3 separate regions of the Zea mays genome follow, and regions 2 and 3 are each linked to region 1. A link is a contact called in public Hi-C data. All regions are on one chromosome and are shown on one strand. Each heading gives the region's core, a stretch centred on a gene start, on an enhancer-like site or on the middle of the called end of the contact. The rest is flanking DNA. Distances are from core to core; before and after follow the strand shown.

Region 1 (2,797 bases), core at 174-2,673:
TCTCTCTAAACAAAGCTAATGGTATTTACGGTCTTCTTCGGCCGACAATACAGCTCAGGAACCCATCTTGCCGGCAGGTTTGCATCCAGCGGCCGAGATCAGCGCGGTCGTCTTCTCCTGGAGCTCGCGAACCACCTCCACCATGGAGGGCCGCGTCCCGGGGCCGTCGCCGATGCACCGCAGCGCAAGCGCCGCCACGGTGGCCGCCTCGTGCGTGTCGTACTCGTCTCCGAGCCTCCGGTCCACTGCCTCCGCTACTCTTCCTTCGCCGAGCGTAGGACCCACCGCGGCGGCGAGCCGGCGCCCCGTGTCGGCGCATATGGCCTCCCTCCCCGTGAGGAGCTCGAGCAGCAGCACGCCGAAGCTGTACACGTCGCCCTTCTTGGTGGCGACGCCGGAGCGGAGGAAGTGCGGGTCCACGTAGCCCGGGGAGCCCATGACGACGGCGCGCGGCGCCGACGACGCCCTGGCCCTGGCCCCGCTGGCCTCCGGCGGCTGGAGCGCGGCCGAGAAGCCCACGTGCGCGAAGCCCAGGTCGCAGAGCTTGGCGTCGAGGCTGGCGTCCAGCAGCACGTTGGAGGCCTTCACGTCGCCGTGGATCACCGCCGGGTCGCGGCTCTCGTGGAGGTGCTCCAGCGCCATGGCCACCTGGAACGCCACCGCCATGCGGCGCGCCCACGGGAGCGGCGCCTTGCCGCTGCCGTGGAGCCTCTCGTGGAGGTCGCCGTTCGGTGCGTACTCAAAGACCAACACGCCTTCCTCTGCACGTACGCACGCAGAAAGAGAGGGAGAGAGAGAGAGAGAAAAGAAACTCGTGTTAGCTCCTAGCTCATCTATCTACGTGACTTGGAAGCTCCCGCTCAGTGGAGCTGTGGAGCTGATCAGTCGGTGGTTGGTTCGCGTCTTGTTATATACCTCGTTCGTCGCAGTAGCCGAGCAGGCGGACGATGTGCGGGTGGCGGAGCGAGAGGAGCACGTGGAGCTCCTGGCGGAAGGCGCGGTGGAGGCGCTCGCTGCTGCGCTGCACCTTGACGGCGCCGAGGCGGGAGGAGGAGAGGCAGGCCAGGTAGACGGTGCTGAAGCCGCCCTGGCCGATGACGCGGGAGGAGAAGCCCGCCGTGACGGACTCGATCTCGGCCCACGCGAACCGCCTGGCCGACGACCCGCTGCCCTTGCCGAGCGACGCGGCGGGCTCGTCCGCGACGCGGGGGTCGGTTCGGCCCGCGTCGCCCTGCTTGTCGAGGCGGAGGCACGAGAGGAGGCCGCACCCGGCGGGCAGCATCCTGTTCTGGCGCACGCACGACGCCGCACCGCAGCTCCGCACGCCGGCTGCTGGTCCGAGGCTGAGCTGAGCTGAGCTGTGTTGCTCTATCTGGTGAAGCGCTGGGCGAGCGCCTTTTTGGCCGTGCTCGGGTGGCCAGATCACCGAACGGCTTCTGGCGCCCGTCGTTATATACGACGTCGACGCGGGGGGCGGGACTGGATGCCCAGCGCCCGCAGGCGGCAGGCCGCAGCTAGTGCCTAGTGGACCTCAACTAATCAGTGGCGCGCGGAGCACATAAAGAAAAGGGCAAAAGGCGACGGGGTGAGCAGCTCCTCCCGTTGAGATGCGTGATGCATCTGCGTGCTGTCGTCACGCACGCCCCCCACAATTCTATTCCGCCGGAGCGTCGCGCGCGCCTGCCGGCTGCCGCCCTGCACCTTGGCTCGGCATGCGCTTTTCCTTTTTCACCGGTAAAAATATATCAGCAATAATGCGCTCTGCAGCCGTCTGGTGCCGGAATGTTGATTTGGCTAGTATTTTCCTCCGCGTCAGCGGCAGAGGCGCCACCGGATCGACCGTGGAGTGCGACGTGCCACCGGCACCAGTTCGAGGGCTCCTTTTCAGCTGCTGTCAGAGCGGCCTTTCCTGGCTGCAAGGTCATGGGCCATGTTCATAGCAGCTAGATATAAACTTTTTTTCCAGTGGATCCGAATCCTATGGCGAGTAACGTCCCAAATGGAAGTGTCCAGGTGACAGGCGTCCCACTTTTTCCAACGGGCCGGCGTGCTCTGCTCGCTTACCGCGGCACGCACAGGCAGGCGGTGAAAAAAAATTAATAAACAGCGCTGGTGGTTGCGCCCGCGTGTGGCTGGGCCACATGGCCCCCACTGAGATTCCTGTAGCCAGATCACGCAGCTCGTCTTCGTATTGGAGGAGCGCTAGCTGGGGAGCATGGGGATTAGTGGTTTCATATTCGTAAGCGTACGACATCACATGTTTTGCAGGGTAGATATAGAAGTGGAGGTCACATTCACACACGGAATTCGCCACGGCGAGCTGAAGAACCTGTCGTCCTGCTGCTGCTGGTGAAGAGTATGGAGGAGGATTCAGAAACAGCAGGGCGCCCAGCGTATGCAGAATTGCAGACGCGCTTCAGATGTTGACTGCCCGAACGGAGATACAGGAGGAGTACTTGAGACTTTTGACTAATGACTGCCCGCGCCCCACGGTACTTGAACATGCTTTGGACGAATTAAACGCGTCTGCCCTTTGCAGGCTTGCAGCGTATATACTAGTACAAATTTTCAAGCTGAGTTTATGCTTGCCGGACGGCCCGAAACTGTGAATAGGAGAGCCAGGACGAGAGCCCGAGGAACGGTGGCAACTACTCTGATTGGGACATGTAGCATGACTGCATCAGCTAGGTTACATCATTCATTTCGTGCTGTTTACTAGTACTTTAATTGATGATGATATCAAGGGGCCAACCAGCTATCGCATAGATAGGGATGTCAATGGAGAATTCCCAGCCGG
Region 2 (2,797 bases), core at 168-2,667, 250 kb after region 1:
CGAGAGTGACTCTGTCCCGGCCCCGTCGAAGGCGACGTCGTCCTCGCTCGGAGCGTAGCCGTTGTCCTTAGGCGCCGGTACTACGACGACGAACGTCCTAGACAGATGGGCTAACTGGCGACGGCGACGAACGGAGAGGAGCGTCTAGAACATGCGATGGAATACGTGCAGAGCAACAGCATGCGTAAGCGTAACCCACGTGCGACACCATTTGCCTCGGCTCTGAAGTCTGAACCACCTCTCTCACGAACATGGATCCTAAGGTGCACGGTGGCCGGACATTGTCGATCGATCCCTCTTTTCCCTCCACAGCCGCCGGTCGCTCCTGATTCCTAATTACCCAGCTCTCTATCGTCTGTTACCCGTCGATCCCTCCCCGGATCAACTGGCTCGGTAGCTAGTTGGGGCTAGCTAGCTATATAAGGAATCACCATGAATCCACCACACGTGCACTAGATACAGAGACATGACGACGAGTACACGATCGAGGTTTCAGGCCACCGCGTTCCACTCCAGCAGCGGCCACGTATCCCACAGGTCCGGAGTGGCGCAGACGAAGGGGTCGTGCAGGCCATCGTACTCGTACGCGACGTGGTCGTAGTACTCGCCGGTCGCCGCCGAGTCCTCGGAGGCGTCTACTGCAGCCGGCGGCGGCGTGGCGCCGTCGTCCTGCACGAGGGAGCTGGTGCTATTGTTCCTCTTGTCGTCCGCCGCCGCCTCCGCGTCGTTGACCTCGCAGCTGCCGCTCTGGTCTTGCCGCTCGTTCAGCCTCCCCCGCAGCTCGTCTACCTGGAAACCAACATCGATGGATCGTCAGCGATCGAACGTCGGCGTATATATGGAGCTGTGAAATCAGGAATCAAGCAGACGACTGGTACCTGCGCGGCGAGCGCGATCTTCTCCTGCCTGAGCGACTCGACGCGGGCGTGCATCGCGTCGAACTGAGCCCTGAGCGCGGCGTAGTCATGCTCCAGCTGCTTGGAGCGCCACCGCGCACGCTTATTCTGGAACCAGATGGCCACCTGGCGCGGCTGCAGGCCAAGCTCCCGCGCCAGCTCCGCCTTCTCCCGGGGCTCCAGCTTGGCGCGCCGCGCGTGGAACGTCGTCTCCAGCGACCGCACCTGCTCCTCCGTGAACCGCCGCTTCCTCTCCCCGCCGGCGGCGGCAGCTCCCCGCCCCGCGCCCGCGGGGTCCTGCTGGTCGCCGGCCACCATCAGCTGGTGCATGAACTGGGCCTCGTCGTACTGCCGCGGCGGCACCACCGTGAACTGGCAGTCGCCGCGCTCCATGCCCTCCTCCGCCTGAACCGAAAGCACCTGAGTCCTGAGCGCCGTCGTCGTCGTCGTTGCTCGCCAAAGCCAACCTGGCAGCGCCGGCTAGCTGTGTTTGTGTGTAGTAGTAGCAAGTGGAGTGGCTGGCGCTCGGGACACGGCGGGGTAGCTCTTTATACCAGTGCTCGGCGCACGGGTCTGGCCGGCGCGACGCGCACACGTGGCGCCACTCCCCGCGACGGAGAACATGTAGGCCCCTCGATGGCTTGGCGCCGCGTCCAGGTGTTGCGCACCGGGCGGGCCGGTCGCGCCCCTCTTCCCCCGGCCCGGATCAATCACCGCATGCACGGACGGAATGGTTATCCGTCTTGAGAGTTGCGACTGGTTCGGCCCTTACACGTGGTGCTCCCGCAGCGGCTGGAGTGCGCGAGTTTCCGTTGGCATGGCCGGATGCCCCCCCCCCCCCGCCCCCCCCGCCCCCCGGGTGGGAGGGTTTCCAGAGGGGCGATGCGTAGCGCGGCATACTAGCTAGGTGGGGGTGGGGCGTGGGGGGCTGGCCGGGACAGCGTCGACGTCGGCGGCGGGGAGCTTCTCCTGAACGAGACGCCGAGGTGGCACGACATTTGTCATGGTGCGTCAGCGCGGTGGCTCGCGTGGAAGGCTCCTGTCGTACTCCTACTATACTCATGCTACGTCTGGCCGGGTGAGGGGTCGCTGTTTTTCGTCCAGCCGAAGCTCGGTCGGTCGATGGAGGGAGCCAGCACACGTCGTTGTTCAGTGTTCGGTTCCTAACTCATCACCACCACCACCTCCATCTCCTCCTCCTCCTCTCTCCCTCTCCCTCTCCCGGACCGTTGAAAGTCATATGAGCTTATCGATCGGCGGCATGGTGTTTACGTGTCCCATGAGAGCGAGTTCTCTCCGCTTCCAACCATAAATCAAGGATAAATATATTGAAGCGCCACAAGCTTTTTAAGTGGACGCCTACATATTTTATACATAGAGGCAGTAATTACCGTGCTTTAGTTTATAATTATGAATTTAGAGATGATGAAGATTTAATTTGGTTGTTACGTATCTTTCTATCTTTACCTAAACCAAATTAAGTTTATCCGATCTTATCATTATAAAGTATAACTAATCGTGGATACATAGTAGAGAGAAGATCATGTGACTTTTCTTTAATATATTTTAGGCACCGTGGGATCCTCTCCCACCGTATTTTTTGGTTCAAAGAAAAAAATTTGTGGCTTTAGGAACATAAAAGATATTGTTAAGCTTAAGACTACGACTAGGGGTATTAACAACTGAATGATATTAATACCTGCTCATTTAGTACTGTGAACTTGATCATGCATCTTATATATACTTATCCCGTGTTGTTAGTTTATCAAGTCCGTCTAAGATATAATAATCTATAGCCTCGATATCTATATACTGATTGAAGTATACACCATAAGATGTGGTAATCGTCTATGCATATCTGTCATCTAGAATATAATTTTAGTCAAAACAATACCAACATT
Region 3 (2,797 bases), core at 128-2,627, 210 kb after region 1:
ATTCGTATCCGTATTCTTAAAGTTGGTCGATATCCATCCAAATTTTACCCGACACAACTTCATAATATCTGTATCTGATATGAATCCGAAGAGAAACCATGAAAACAAATATGAAACGAGTAATATATGTCCATATCTGATCCGGTATCGATTATACGCCCCTAATAATAAACATGTAAAATATATGATATTATCCATATTTGAGAAGTACAATTTATTTAAAACTATCTAAACAGTAAATTTTTTACAGATTAACCATGTGAATAAAAAATAATTTTAATATAACAAACGATATATATATATATATATAAGTTATTTATGGTTAATGTAATCTTTATATAATAAATATACATAAATTTTAAATTTAGTTAATTCGAATATGGATAATCATGTTAGTGGTATTTATTTATATATTCTTGAATTATTGGAATTTAGTAACTAATATATATTATCTATAGTTTTCTTATATTTATAAATTTAATTATTGAAATAATGATTAAAATATTTTTATTTTTTATAGTTGTATTTTTCCACGGTGTTATATAGCTATATTCTAAATCTCATCGTTCATACCAATTTCATTACACTAGCTAACTATAGATAAGCAGATAGATATATGTTATCTTTAAATCAAGTAGATATCTAAATTTGAGATATCTACTTTACATTAGTTTCTTACAACATCTCTGTAATCGTATTTGAATTCGAATTAAGTAGGGGTGAATAATGGTATTCAAATTCGTGTCCGTGTGAATCCGATCTAAATTCATCCCTACTCATGCTATGGACGCATGCCTAACAAGAGATGGTAAGTAGAGACCAGAGACTATGAAAAATTATAGAACTGATGTCAAATTCTGTTACCACAAACAAATCACAAAACCAAACAATATAATCGGTTTACGAATTTTCTTGTTGTAGACATAATAAACTAGTTATGTGAGCTAAAATTTAATGCAGTGGACACTCTTGGAGTAATGTGTTCACAGTCACAGTACACTGTATATATTGGAACATGAGTCACATTATCGAACTCAGCCCAACATACTTAATTCTTCGGCCGGCTGGATCAGAGCCAAGCTTGATTTTTCACCAACGTACTATCCGGGGCCATCATTTGTTAAGTTCGATATTGCTAACTGTAAACATAAAGTTGGGCCAGGCTTTTTATCACGTTGATCGTAAAAGGCCACGTCATTTTTGCTGGTTTTGCTGATCCTTTGTCCCTCTCTTCCCCAATTCTGATGACGCCCTAAATGCAATGATTTCACTGATGATGATAGCGCTCGCTACCCCTCTTCTCTCCTCCTCCTCCCCTCTCTCTCTCTCTCTCTCCCCCCCCCCCCCCCCCCCCCCCCCCCCCCCCCCCCCCCACCCTCCTTTATAGATACCAATGGAGCGTCGTCCTCGCCAGCTCTAGCCTCTGGCGTTTGGCAGCCGAGTCATGTGGGGGAAAGAACAGGAGGAAGGCCGGATCCGGAATCTCATGCAGCAGATCGGGGAAGAAAGGAGGAAGCTTTCTTACTTTGAGGGGAATGTTGTCTGGCTCGAGGTGCAGAAACATACAGATCTCATCGGTCTAGGTTCTTGTCGATCTCGGACCAGGCTTCATTCCCCTCAAGTGGAGCTCCCGGGCTGTTCCGCGCTCGTACGTCCGTCGATTCCCCCTCCTGTTCTTGCCGTGAGTTTCCTTGGGCATATCATCGAGATGTGTAGCGATTCTCTCTCTTCGCTCGTTTGACCTTGCTTCTTCGGCCTAGATTGTGCCTCCGCAGCTAGAATCATGCATGATTAGGATATGATTATCTCGGCGAATGTTTGCTATGTGTTGGGTTTCGTGCGGTCGGCATGCAGCAGATTGGTGCAATCATAAGGATTCTTGACTCAAAAGAACACACAGGCATGCTTGCTTTTCTTCGTTTAAACTACGGCCGGCTTAATTGGCATCTGCATCTCCCTTGTAGTTGCGGTCTTTTTCTTCTGCCCCCACTTTATTTCTCACTTTCTCTAAGAGTTTGTGTATCATCTCTAGTTCTCTCTACCCCCTTTCAACATGAAGGATCTTCGTATCTTCTCTTGTGATCCGTACGATGGCATCTTTATCTGCTTTCTCTCTCTTAGACGACATAGCTGCTTTCTTCTAGTTCATCTTAATCTCATACAAGAGATTCGTTGGTCAAATCCACATCTAGTTAACGTTGGTCATATATACCATCATCAGTATGCGTAGTGTAACATATATACCTCGTAGATACATATCAAAAGTTTTTTTAATTTTCTCATAAATTGATCAACCATCACGGTGCCGAACAAGTGTTTTCTAGTCCTCTAGTTAAGTTAATTTCCAAAGCAAGGACGGCAAATTAAAGCTTAAAGATACTACATATACAACTATATATATATGACATACTCCCTCCGTTTCTTTTTAGTTGTCGCTGGATATATAGTTCAATTTTGCACTATCCAGCGACAATTAAAACGAAACGGAGGGAGTATATACTTGTTTCTTCAGAATAATATAATCTGCTCACGTACGCCATTTGGCCTGACATTTTTATGTATGTACTCCCGATGCAAATTTAAATAAACACTGCCATCTACTAACAACTACGACGACATATTTGTTTCTTGGGAAGGCCAGGCCAAAAACTAAGGTTCATGAGCAGTTGTCTCCTTCCCTTTGTTTCCTCATACATCAAAGCAGGACACATGCTACTGATCATCCTGTCGTCCGTCCCATGCATATGGAGCCAGTAGCCACACAAAGCTAGCTGTAACTTTTACAGTTCTACCTCCA

What was found. A called contact is a pair of places that touch in the nucleus more often than the background predicts.
Region 2: a contact with region 1 is called in a Hi-C map of ear, with 2.3 times the contacts expected there. The contact joins the promoter of LOC100285460 here to the promoter of LOC100283188 in region 1. A contact is called at or near these places in 8 of 25 Hi-C or Micro-C datasets (bundle sheath, ear, endosperm and 2 more).
Region 3: a contact with region 1 is called in a Hi-C map of bundle sheath, with 1.8 times the contacts expected there. The contact joins the promoter of LOC100275467 here to the promoter of LOC100283188 in region 1. A contact is called at or near these places in 3 of 25 Hi-C or Micro-C datasets (bundle sheath, ear and tassel).

Annotation. Positions count from the first base shown.
Region 1 is chr5:194,367,916-194,370,712 of Zm-B73-REFERENCE-NAM-5.0, forward strand. LOC100283188 (protein kinase APK1A) reads right to left here and starts at 1,424. Exons shown (of 2, transcript NM_001156090.2): 1 at 916-1,424; 2 at 1-761. The coding sequence starts at 1,282. The coding sequence ends at 55.
Region 2 is chr5:194,617,004-194,619,800 of Zm-B73-REFERENCE-NAM-5.0, forward strand. LOC100285460 (homeobox-leucine zipper protein ATHB-6) reads right to left here and starts at 1,418. Exons shown (of 2, transcript NM_001158353.2): 1 at 879-1,418; 2 at 1-789. The coding sequence starts at 1,289. The coding sequence ends at 493.
Region 3 is chr5:194,581,259-194,584,055 of Zm-B73-REFERENCE-NAM-5.0, forward strand. LOC100275467 reads left to right here and starts at 1,378. Exons shown (of 3, transcript XM_020538626.1): 1 at 1,378-1,681. The coding sequence starts at 1,445. It overlaps MIR166e (microRNA MIR166e), which reads left to right and starts at 1,531; the gene lies at 1,531-1,617.